Linked DNA regions of Pan troglodytes: region 1 is linked to region 2. A link is a contact called in public Hi-C data. All regions are on one chromosome and are shown on one strand. The core of a region is the stretch at or near the end of the contact, and the rest is flanking DNA. Distances in the headings are between cores, read along the strand shown. Region 1 overlaps CDC25A (cell division cycle 25A). Region 2 overlaps MAP4 (microtubule associated protein 4).

Region 1 (5,776 bases), core at 1,222-3,721, 300 kb after region 2:
CTCAAGCAATCCTCATGCCTCAGCCTCCCAAGTAGCTGGGATTATAGGTGCACAATTTGTAAAGTTTGAAAACATGAGGCCTGGCGCAGTGGCTTACACCTGTAATCCTAGCACTTTGGGAGGCCAAGGCAGGGGGATCACCTGAGGTCGGGAGTTCGAGACCAGCCTGACCAACATGGAGAAACCCTGTCTCTACTAAAAATACAAAATTAGCTGGGCGTGGTGGCACATGCCTGTAATCCCAGCTACTCGGGAGGCTGAGGCAGGAGAATCACTTGAACCCAGGAGGCGGAGATTGTGGTGAGCCGAGATTGCACCATTGCACTCTAGCCTGGGCAATAAGAGTGAAACTCCATCTCAAAAAAAAAAAAAAAGGAAAAAAAAAAATCTGAATCTATCTTCTTGCTTAGGAAATAGTCATACCAGGGAAGGATAAGTGTTACCTTTATGGGGGTTGGGTGCAGCTGAAGAGTTTATGATGAAGTCAGGGTAGGCAAGGGGCTTCAGCTAAGCTGTTCATTCTTAAGCTGGTGTGTGAAATATGAGTGTTGATTTTTTGTACATCTTTGCATACTTTAAATTTTTAAAATCTGAATCAGATCACACCTTGGATGGAATAGTTTTCCCCCCAAATTAAAGTGAGTTAAATTTTGCCCATGGTTTTGAGTTAACCAACTCTTGACCTTGTGGGTGTCCACACATAAATTTTTCTATAGTAAATGCAAACTTTCTGCATGGCAGGCTTCAAGCTCTAACAAGCAAGTTTCAGAGAGCAGGGGCATTCTAGAAACAGAATCCTGACCTCTTAGTGAAGCATAAAATGAGCAGAGGCTAAGGCTGAGGTTGCATCTTAGCATACGGGCTAAAGAGGTCGTTTCATTTTACAGGCAAAAAAAAAAAAAAAAAATTAAATTCTCAATAATGGGTTGACTTAATTTGCAATTTTAGGAAGGATAGATCAGACAGGAAGCTAGCTGGCCTTTGCAGCAATCCAGGGAAATATTACTTGCTCAAAGTAAACTTTAAAAAGCATGGTGGCTCACATCTGTAATCCCAGCACTTTGGGAGGCTGAGGTGGGAGGATTGCTTGAGCCTGGAAGGTCGAAGCTGGAGTAAGCCGAGATCACACCACTGCAACTCCAGCCTGGGCAACAGTGAGACTGTCTCAAAAAAATATAGGTATATATAATATAATCAAATATGCCTGAACCCCTAGTTTTCCAATCCATACATAAAGGACCATGTGTTTTCTATTCTGGGCGTCCCTCTGTGCTTCAGCCCAATATATTTTGTCCCCAGTAGCCCCCAGCATCACATTATGTGTGGGCACTGCAGCCTTGACCTCCTGGCCTCAAGTGATCTGCCTGCCTCGGCCTCCCAAAATGCAGGGATTACAGGCATGAGCCACTGCGGCTGGCCTCAGGCACACTTTTTATGCGCCCATTTCATCTTGCAAATCAATCTGAACCACAAGTTTTTGGAGTCAGAGCTTCTTGAGGAAATGTGGCTATCCCAAACACTAATTTTAGTTAATGTGGTCCCAGGACCTTAAAGGGAAATGTAATTCTCCTTAAATCCATCAAGAACTAGGCAGAGAGCATGGGTTCAAGATCTTTTATTTTCAGAGCTTCCAACAGTTGGTTAGTAATGCTAGCTAAGCTGGTATAATCTGAAGGCCATCCCACCTTTCTCTTTAGGCAGTCAACCAGCAGAATCTCTTTCTTACAAACAAGATCATTAACCAGTTGGAATCTGTCTCAATGCGCGTGTAGGAAGAAGTCCTCTCCCCCACATTTTTCCCAACAAGATTGTTTTATAGCCAAATGTAACTCAAACCCGTAACACAGCAACTAGCCATCTCCAGTATCACTGATTCCCACGCCCCCCCCAACCCCAAGAATAGGAAGTTGAGGTAAGAGGGGAGAGACTGTCTCCTGTTTAAGAAAAACCCGCCTACACCTCAGTGAAGCCGTGATGGTAAGGAGGCTGCCACCAGAGGGCAGGGATGAGTAGGCAGTGAAACAGGCCTCTCTAGAATCAATGAAGTCTGCCCCAGCTCCTTGGATGAGGTGTTCTTTTGAAATTCCCACTTTTATGGAGTTAGATAAGGGGACAACGGGTGATGATTCATCACTCCCTGTCTCTCAAATTAAAACATGATAAACCCAGAAAGTTTTACCTTCAAAATCCACCAAGCTCCCTCCTGAGAAAATTGTATCCAGTCATGTCCATGCCAGCACCCACTCCCTTCTCCTAATGCCCAGGGCTTCCAGCCCCTCTCCTCACTCTTGGGTGGTCCATCCAACACTGATTTGATACTCTTTGACTCATAATATGACCATTTTTTAAAAATTAGAAAATAAAAGCTATCAATATCACAGCAACATAAGGAAGACACTCAGTGGACATGCTCCTCCCCCATCCTGTGGAGCCCACCTACCCCCACCCCCCTTCCCTGGGAAACCTACACTGCAACATTCCAGCACTGAGCCGGGGGTGGCCCAACAGATGCTGCCTCAAGTGCTTTCCTGACTGTGGCTCCTATACCAGCCAATGTCATGGAACTGGGGTGAGGAAGAACAGGGCCACACCTCCCACCAAATAGATATCGGTAGCCAGTGGTGGGTCTGGGAGATTTAGCTTATGTCAGGCAGCCAAGCCTGGGTCCAACGCTCTCACCAGGACCTCAGTTCTTGGCTTAAATAGCAGCAGCCCCAGTACCACAGCGCCTCCTGGGGGTGACAGAGCACCTAGCTTTCTGTCCAATAACTTATAACAGGTTTGCATTTTCTTACCCACTTCTTTTTTTTTTTTTTTTAATTAAAAGCCGAGGTAGTCCCTGGGATAATAAAACCCTACCTAGAATGGCAGTATTTCAACCTAATGAAGCAGTAAAATAAGTCTCCAGGAGTTAGAAAAAAAAAATAAAATAAAGTGATTGATGAAGTTGAATAAATTAAAGATATGGATTATCCCACAAAGACCTTTCCTTCCCAGGTTGTCTTTGCTATTTGGCCAGCAGCATTTCTGTGTAACTTCTCTACTCCCCTCCGTCTCCTCTCCCCTCATGAGATGGCTGGAGCCCGATAAGGCCCCGGCTGGTTCATCCCACTGTGGCTCAGAGCAGCTTGACACGGTGCTCAGAACTGCATTGTGGCACAGTTCTGATATGGACGGAGGATGTCTAACAGGGACAGAAGAGGCGTAGCCAGCAAGATGCCCTGGGCTCCAACCTTTGGAGTGTGGGAGGTAGGTTTAAGGCATGGAAGTCCCAGGCCCCCTCTCCAAATGTCACACAGCCGTCCCCTTTGCTTAAGTTTCTCTGCAGCAAAGAGGGTAAAGGGGGATGGAGGGAAGCTTGGGCTGCTGCTGGCTGGTCCTGCCGCCCTCAGAGCTTCTTCAGACGACTGTACATCTCTCTCTTGCTCTTCTCCCCTGCCCAGGTCCGGCTCTTGGTGCGGAACTTCTTCAGGTCTTCTTTAAAGTCCTCGTGGTGCATGGGCCGGTAGCTAGGGGGCTCACAGTAAGACTGAGGGGACAGGAGAGAATAAGGTTAGGGTACACCTGCCTCACACCCACAACCTGGTTTCCCCTCTGCCTAGGGCTACAAGGCTGAAAGCGGCCAGGCAGACCTAGGCAGCCAGTTCTACAGGGGCTTTCTTTGGGTTCAGCAGATACCCACCTTGTCCCCCGACCCCTGGAAAGAAAGTCATGACCACCAGACAGATCCATTAGTCTACCACTGGGGGCGGGGGAGGAGAGATGCTCTCCACAACCCCAGTCTTACCTGGCATTTCATAAAGAACTCCTTGTATCCCCCCTTCAGGACATACAGCTCAGGGTAGTGGAGTTTGGGGTATTCATTACCCAGGCGATCTCTCTCTCTCACATACCGGCACCTAGTCAGGGGAAGGAAGGCCAAAGCAGGGTTAGCTTTTCCAGCACAGCAACAAGGCAACGCAGTCAAAGCAGCAGCTGTGGTCTAAGTCCCCCTTATACACATCTTCCCAACTTGACATTTATTCTTAGAAACAATCAGTGCTGAGTTGCAAGTTCCTGGCCACGTGAGCAGCACTCACAGCCAGTGCCAGTAGATGGTCTCTTCCCCAACTTTCCTTTCTCCAACAATCCTAGCATCTGAGTCCTGCCCAGCACCTTCACCACCACAGTTTGTGGCAAGTTTTCACTATATGAGCCAGCTTCCCCTTGCTTTCTCCACCCCAGCCTTCTCTTCAGCCAGGCTCCCTCACTCACCTCCTTCTACATAAGTGGGCTTGTTTCTTTCTGTGGCTTTTAAAGAGGCTGAACTTGCTCCTGCCTCGGGGCCCTGTTTCTATCCTCTACTTGGACTGAATGGTCTTCAATATCCAGCCAATGGCTGCTTACTGCCTCGCCCTTGGTGAAAAAGCCCCAGGCCCCAAGTCCTTCAGAGGCCTACAGCTCTACAGGCCCCTACTGCTGCTCTGCCCCTTGTTCACCCCACGCCAGCCCCTGCAGCCCCACTACTGTTCCTCCAGCCTGCCTGGGAGCTCCACCACTGGCCTTATTTTTCTCTGAAGCACCTTCTTTTTTCTGAGACAGAATCTCACTCTGTCACCAGGCTGGAGTGCAAGGGCGTGACCTCAGGCTCACTGCAATCTCCGTCTCCCGGGTTCAAGTAATTCTCCTGCCTCAGCCTCCCAAATAGCTGGGACTACAGGCGCGTGCCACCGCCCAGCTGATTTTTGTATGTTTAGTAGAGACGGGGCTTCACCATGTTGGCCAAGATGGTCTCGACCTCTTGACCTTGTGATCCACCTGCCTTGGCCTCCCAAAGTGTTGGGATTACAAGAGTTAGCCACCGCACCCAGTCACCTTTTTTTTTTTTTTTTTTTTTTTTGAGATGGAGTCTCACTCTGTCGCCCAGGCTGGAGTGCACTGGCGCGATCTCAGCTCACTGCAACCTCTGCCTCCTGGGTTCAAGGGATGCTCCTGCCTCAGCCTCCAAAGTAGCTGGGATTACAGGTGTCCGCCACCACGCCTGGCTAATTTTTGTATTTTTAGTAGAGACGGGATTTCACCATGTTGGCCAGGCTGGTCTCGATCTCCTGTCCACTCTGAAATGTAAGTTCCATGAAGGCAGAGATTTTTTGGTCTGTTTTGTTCACTGCTCTTCTCCCTCAGTATCTAGAAAGTTATCTGGTACACAAGAGCCAAGAGTATCTGCTGATTTTCTCTTGAAGCTCAGTGGTTTGGGGCCTTTGTTAGCTGCTCATGAGGGATGGGCAGCAGCTTCCTCTGCAGCACGTAGCTTAAACCATTTGCCTGTGGTTAAAAGGAGTTTGGCTGGGCGCGGTGGCTCACACCTGTAATTCCAGCACTTTGGGAGGCTGAGGCGGTGGATCACGAGGTCAGGAGTTCAAAACCAGCCTGGCCAAGATAGTGAAACCCTGTGTCTACTAAAACTACAAAAAATTAGCTGGGTGTGGTGGCAGGTGCCTGTAATCCCAGCTACTTGGGAGGCTGAGGCAGAGAAATGCTTGAACCCGGGAGGAGGAGGCTGCAGTGAGCCGAGATTGTGCCACTGCATTCCAGCCTGGGCGACAGGGCAAGATTCCAACTCAAAAAAAAAAAAAAACAAAAAAAAAACAACATTCACCTGTGAATCCCAAATCTTTCCCCAGTGGAACAACAGAAAGCCAGTGATGGCGAAACTCAAGAGGGGAATGAAGTGTAAGGGGTATCTGTAGATGGTGATATAAACATGCAGCTTGCAAATACAGAATACAGAGATGGG
Region 2 (6,401 bases), core at 990-3,489:
GCCTGTGCTGTTGCCCCTGGGGTGTCTCCTGACTACTCAACCCTGTTTCCTTCCCACTTTCATCCCAGCAGGCCCTTTCTTCCTGCTGACAAAACACTGGCTCCCTCATGTTCTGGGCACAGCAGAAGTGTTCTGCACATGGTCTCTACGGAGGAAAGCTGGTCCCCCTGGCCCAGGCAGCACTTCCTCCGTGAGCCCCTGCAGTTTCCTGGTGTGTGCTTGGGGAGCTAGGGACATGGTGTCAAACTTCCACAAGGCACTGCTACCTCAGAAAGGGGGAGGACCTGTCAGGCCCAGGACAGCCTCCCTGCACATGGAGATCAAATCTAAACCTAGGTCAAGACCCCTACCTTCTCCAGGGATGCCAGGACCAGAGAAGGGCAGAGGTCAGGAGGGGGCCTGAGGAGGCCAAGTCTGGGGCAGCCTCCTCAGAGGCAAATCTACACTGCAGCCAATCCCCCTCCAGAGAAGCCCTTGGAATCTCCCAGGCCATTTCACTACAAACTTATGTTTGAATCCTTTATTAGAAACCATGCAAACTTTAATACAAAAAATACAAGTGCAATAAGAATCTTTGTGTCAATACAGTTCCCGGGATTTCTCCTCACTGCAGCCATCCCAAGGCCTAGCTGGGATGCCCTCTGTGGGCCTTGCCTCTCCTCCCTCCCCTCTCCAGTCAGGGCATAAGGGAAGCAGATAGCCTTAGTCTCATGCCTTTTATTTTTAAATTTCCAGACCTGATTTCCTACTATCTGCATGAGGCTCCCTTGGACATGAGGGCTTACATGTCCTAGGGTGCGGGTGCCGGCCTGAAGGAATTCCATCTCCTGGCCCTTTCTTGTTCTCCAGCCCTGGCTTTTTATCCTAGGGCTGACCACCAGATCCCAGGGAATGGGATAGAGATGCCAAAACCAGCCTCTTGGTTAGAAAAGAAAAGCAGCATACAACAAAATGGCAAAACCAACCAGTCCACGCTCCAAGAGCCCCTTGTGTGCCTGACCGGCTCACCAGCCACAGCCTCTGCACCCCTCTTCCCTGCCGCACCGCCTCCAGGGCCCTAAGCTGCCCACATCCTTCAGCGGGGGTGGCATAAGGATATCTCCGCCCTGTTCCCTCTAACACTTACTGAGGACTTTCATGTAGACATGGCTTCAACCTGCAGAACTATTTCGCCAGTTTTTAGGTTATTAGAAAAAAATAAAAGGACAAAACAAGAAAAATGTGACAGCAGCTAGGCGGGTATGTTAAGCATGGGGACAGGCAGCACTGACCCCCAACTTGGGGCAGGGCAGCAAGAAGGGCCCGACACCACCTGCATGGGGGGGGGGGGGGGGGCGCCCATTTGTGGGACCAGAGGGAGAGGCAGTGGCTTAAGCTCCACGGTCAGCGTCCTGTCACCACTCGGAATCCACCTCCACTCTTCCCTCCAGGTAGATCCAGGGAGGAGGGAGGGCATGTCAGTTTCTTTTGGGTTTGGACCAAAGAACCAAAAAAAGAAGAGGATAGAATCTGGTTCTCCTCTCCTAGATCCCAACTTAGCCTCAACCACCCCAACCCCCTCCCAACCTCCTCCACGGAGCAGTGGCGCAGTGATGGGGCAAGACCAAAGCAGGGAGATGGGCCCAGGCTGGGGAGTGAGAGGAGGTGTGGGGCAGGGCTGCTGCTGCCCCGGACACGCAAAGCAGGAGGGAAGGCGAGCCTAGCGGGCTGCCCAGCACGGCGCCCAAGCGCTCACTGGTCTAGTGGACAGCCCGGGAAAGGGGGCCAAGGACCCGGGAGCCCGAGTTGGGGCCGCCAGGGAAGTGTGGGGGGCGGGAGACAATGTCGGCCCCGTGGTCGGTGCGGGCCCTGGCATTTGCCCGGAACGTCAGCCTGTAGGTCTCAATCTGCAGTGACATGGGAGGAGGGAAGGGAGAGGGGAACAGGGGAGACAAGAGGGGAACACGGGGGAGACGGAAGACGAGACCAGAATGTCATCATTAGATGCCTGGAAAATAAAAGGTTACTTCATTAAAATTTAGGCCACACTCTAGTCAAAAACAAAGGAGTTTCAATTTGCGGCCAGTGGCAGGGCCCCTGGCTGGCCCTTAGGCCGAGCCCAGCCACTTACTTGTCTCCTGGATCTGGCTGTCCAAGGTCTGGGCCTCCCTTTGGTCACCACCCCCTGACAGGGTGGGGTGGCCATTGAGGCCACTGGCTGAAGTGGGGGCGCCAGCTTCAGGCGCTGCCTCAGAGATGGCCGGCTCCTCCCCAGCAGGGGGACCCGGACACAGAGGAGCCTCGCTGCCACCGCCCTCAGTCTACAATGAAACAGTGGGGGAGACAGTGCAGGGTCAGTCGAGGGGGGGAGTGGGATGGGGTGATGGTGGTGGGTTTCACACACAGCCCCCACCCTTGCTGCCCTGGCACCCACTGGCTCAAGGCACAGTTGCTTGGAGAATCCCAGGCAGGTGCCCCGGCCCCACCCACCCCACCTCACCTGGGAGACCGACTCCCGAGTGTCAGGAGCAGCTGGACCAGTGACACACTCTTAGAGCCCCTCTGTGGCATGTGAGGCTCTGATGAAGCCTCTCTGAGGGCAGAGGTGCCAGGCCTCAGGCTGGTACCAAATACGTAGCCATGACAACAGTGAGCAACAAGCCTGAAGGGTAGCCCCCTGAAGGGTGCAGCCCACCCTCCCAAACCCTCCCTGAACCCAGGCCACCCCCTGCACACAGAGTGGGGTCCTCAGTAGCTCCCAGGCAGCCCTGCCTGCACATCTGTCTGGTCAGGAACACAGGTGCTGAGGCCTTGTCTGTGCGGGGCACCATTCTGGGACCAGGGGTCCATGGGAGGCAGAAAGGTGTCCAAGGAGGTATAACCCAGGGAGACTGTGGAGGCCTGGAGGGCTTCATAGGAGGAGGACATTTGGGGGACATGGAACATTCAGTGTGAGGAAGGCAGAGAAGAAAGAACAGCTGCGAGAGGCCACTGGGGAGCTGGAAAGCGTGTGTCGCCAAATACCCAAAAAGTGACAAGGGAGAAGTGGTTTCTAATCGGCATAGTGAGAAATAGGCCTCGATTAAAAACAATAATTCCAGAACTAATAAGGGGATATAATGTGAACAAGGAAAAGAACACAAGGCTTAGGGTCAGAAAAGCCCAGATGTGAATCCTGGTCCACACTCGCTTGCTGTGTCCTTGGACAAGAGACTAAAGCCAAGTTAAGGCCCCACTGAGACGGGCGCGAGAACGGCATCCTCACGAGGTATGGGGGGCACGAACTGAGAGCCTGTGGCAGCAAGGACCCCCCCAGATGTTCCTGGAAGCTGATCAAGGCTTCAGTCAGAGCATCAGGAGAGGATGGGACAGGGGACGGGCTGGGCAGTGGCTGGCACTGGGGAGCAGAGATGGAAAGGAAGGCCCAGGGCAGCGGCTCCTGGCCCCTCTCCCCTGCGCACCTGAACCCGAGCAGCAGCAGCCATCCTTGTGCTCGGGGTCTGCAAGACGCCCCTCATGGGCCCCCCACCCACGGATGACATGGAACATAGGACAGACAGCATCTTGGCACACAAAAGGTCTCACAGTACTGTGGAAGGAGGAAGGGAGGAAAGAGGAGAGAGGGAAGGGAGAAGAGGCCCAGCCAGTCATGAGGATGGGAACCTCTGCCACTTGAGCTCTGTCCCAGAGCCCTGCAGAGGGAGGCCCCAGGCAGGCCCTGCAGAGGGAGGCCCCAGGCAGCCTGCTGTCGCTGGCAGCTAAGAATGTGCTGTCCTGCTCCCAGCCCAGGAGCGGAGCCTGACATGGGGCGGGAACCCACATTCCCCTTGGCGCGAGACAGCTGGGGAGAACTGTGTGGTGCAGAACCCCCGCTCGCCTGGGGGTGGTCTGTGTCCCAGCCCGTGGCCTTCTCAAATGGCTGGATGGGCTCAATTAGGAAGGCCATGGCTCTCAGGAGCAAGGTTCTGCCTCCAGCTGACAGGTGAGGGGTGGCTGGGCTGGGGCCTCTTCACTTCTGCCTCAGTCAGGACTGATGATACACGATGGGAAAATGGCAATGGTGTGGGTGAAGACATGACTCCTGAAGAGACTGAGGGGCGGTGACAGGTGCCTACCTGTGAGGACCCTGACCCTAACTGCATAGTTCCCACCCCTCCCCAGCTGTGTCTCCCCAGTGACCCACTCGCTACCTTCACGGCACCTCCTGCAGGTAGGTGGCCCACATTATCGAGGGATCCCACCTTGGCCTGGGCCTTCTCCTTGAAGTTCAACTTCTGACTTTCAATCTTGACATCTCCTCCACCTGGAACCACAAAGGAACTGGTCACCTAGGGTGGCAGAGGAATATCCCTGCAGGCAAAACCAGGACTAGCGATATGCCCAATCTAGAAATGAGACAGACGTGACCTGTTCTGGGTGGCAAATGAAGAACAGTGAACACGTTTGTCTAAAGAGGACTTCTCGTATCACAGTGAGGCTGAGACAATCTCTCCGTCCAGCCAGTGGGAATACCTCCAAGAGAAGGAAAGCCATCCCTTCCACCACCCCATGCCACAGCTACCGAGCTGCAGGCCAGGCTTGGGCAGGCCTGGGGCTCCGAGCACAGCCTCTAGGGCGAAGCCTCTGCTTCTCTACTCTGTGTGGGAATGCCCTCCCGCTAACTGGGCCATGCAGTGCTTCTCAGGCACAGCCTCACTGAATTCTCATGAATGCCCTGTCATCACGGCCACGGTCCCTGCTTCCCAGCCGGTAAAACTGATGCTGCAAAAGAGAAGGGACTCACCCAGAGTTACCACCAATCTGCTGATTGACAGTGACAGGTTGTGAAAATTGTCTGAGCCCCTAACCGTACCACACTCTAGCAAAAAGAAGGAATAATAAAAAGGACAGAGTGGCCCCGAGGCTGTGCGCTGAGGAAGGAAAGACATGGACCAAGGCAGGCCTGGGATCTAGTGACCTCAGGCTAGGACGGGGAGGGAAAGTGGTCTGAACTCACGCCCAGGGTTCAGAGCTCACTGGCCAGAGTGTGCCCATGAGACCAAGGGGAAGGGTGCGGGACGAGCTGCCCTCAATGAGTACCCAGCCCCTCCCGCGCCCAGCAGCGTGGTTTCCCTTGGGCCCCTTCTCCTGTTCTTCCATCTCCTCTCAGCTCACATGGCGGACCTCCACGCACAGCTTCTGGCCGAGGTCTCCCGGTGTCCCATATTGGGAAACCCAGCCCTGGCAAAAACTAGACCCTAAGTGACTCAGTGTCATTAGAGAAGGAAGTATCTGATAGGAGATTTCCCAGATAAAAGGGGAAAAAACGGTTAGTTAAGGACAGAACTGTTTTGATCTTTCTAAATAGAACACATTCTAAACTGGATCATGCTCTTCGCTGAGAGGGAAAGGGAGTTTTTTTTTTTTTTCTTTTTGGAGACAGAATTTCGCTCTGTTGCTCAGGCTGGAGTGCAATGCCATACTCTCACCTCACTGTAGTCTCTGCCTCCTGGGTTCAAGCAATTCTCCAAAGGCATGCACCACCACACCTAGCTAGTTTTTGTATTTTTAGTAGAGACAGGGTTTCACCATGTTGGCCAGGCTGTTCTCAAACTCCTGACCTCAAGTGATCCGCCCGCTTTGGCCTCCCAAAGTGCTGGGATTACAGGCATGAGACACCGCGCCCGCTCTGAGGGAAGAGAGTTTTGCCTTCACCTTATCTGGCCTGTGGTGGCTAGCCTTCTGGGATACCAGGTCTGCCAGCCAGTGTGCCTGCTGCTGCAGCAGTCCTACTCACAAATCTGCTGTAGACCCAGGAACTAGGACACGAGGCTGCTAGGGGACTACCCAAGGCAAGAGCCCAGCCTCCGCACAGCGACTTCCACAGGGGCGCTGGGCCAACCATGTTACTGGAAGGAAACTGCATTAGTGCCAGCTGCTGAACGCCTCCCATTCTCCTGCCAGGGCTAGCGGCTGATGCTTCACTGGTTGGGAGCACCCTTTGCTCCTGCATCTGATAGGTGGGACCTGAACACTGCCCTCTATACAGCTCCTTCAGCAGTAGCTTCTGTAATCCTCGTTTAGAGCCAATCCAGGTTCTCAGCTCAGAGTGCACCGCTTCCCCAGGCCTAGCTCAATAGTTCCACGCACACAGTAGGTACTCAAGAGAATGCCTGTGCAGATGGCTGCTGTAAGAAACTGCTCCTCCTCCACTTAGAGGTTAGCACCCGAACTCCTGCTCCCTGACAGAATGAGGACTGCGGTGTCCTGGGTAGTCTTCATGGGATGCTAAAGGCACAGAGATGAAACCCTTGCCAGCCAGCAGGCTGCCCAGCTGACCCATGGCAGGACGACATACCCTGGAGACCCAGTGGGCAAGGGAGGCACCACTCACCAGGCTTGTGCTTGATGTTAGCCTTAGACCCACACTTGGAGGAGACCTT

What was found. A called contact is a pair of places that touch in the nucleus more often than the background predicts.
Region 1: a contact with region 2 is called in a Hi-C map of induced pluripotent stem cells, with 2.9 times the contacts expected there. The contact joins two enhancer-like sites. A contact is called at or near these places in 3 of 7 Hi-C or Micro-C datasets (induced pluripotent stem cells and stem cell-derived neural progenitor cells) and 1 of 1 other capture datasets (stem cell-derived neural stem cells).

Annotation. Positions count from the first base shown.
Region 1 is chr2:52,176,535-52,182,310 of NHGRI_mPanTro3-v2.0_pri, forward strand. CDC25A (cell division cycle 25A) reads right to left here. Exons shown (of 16, transcript XM_009445387.5): 15 at 3,788-3,899; 16 at 1,601-3,529. The coding sequence ends at 3,389. It also overlaps the pseudogene LOC104005553. Among named protein-coding and RNA genes, the nearest start is that of CDC25A, 30 kb to the right of the region's middle. Within about 2 kb of position 2,472, at least 2 of the 24 cell types and tissues checked have an H3K27ac peak or open chromatin away from gene starts, as enhancers often do. A contact at or near this core is called in induced pluripotent stem cells and stem cell-derived neural stem cells, where this site is marked.
Region 2 is chr2:51,873,317-51,879,717 of NHGRI_mPanTro3-v2.0_pri, forward strand. It overlaps MAP4 (microtubule associated protein 4), which reads right to left. Exons shown (of 18, transcript XM_063805704.1): 15 at 6,353-6,401; 16 at 4,170-4,282; 17 at 2,111-2,300; 18 at 1-1,987. The coding sequence ends at 1,980. Among named protein-coding and RNA genes, the nearest start is that of MIR1226, 4.7 kb to the left of the region's middle. Within about 2 kb of position 2,240, at least 8 of the 24 cell types and tissues checked have an H3K27ac peak or open chromatin away from gene starts, as enhancers often do. A contact at or near this core is called in induced pluripotent stem cells and stem cell-derived neural stem cells, where this site is marked.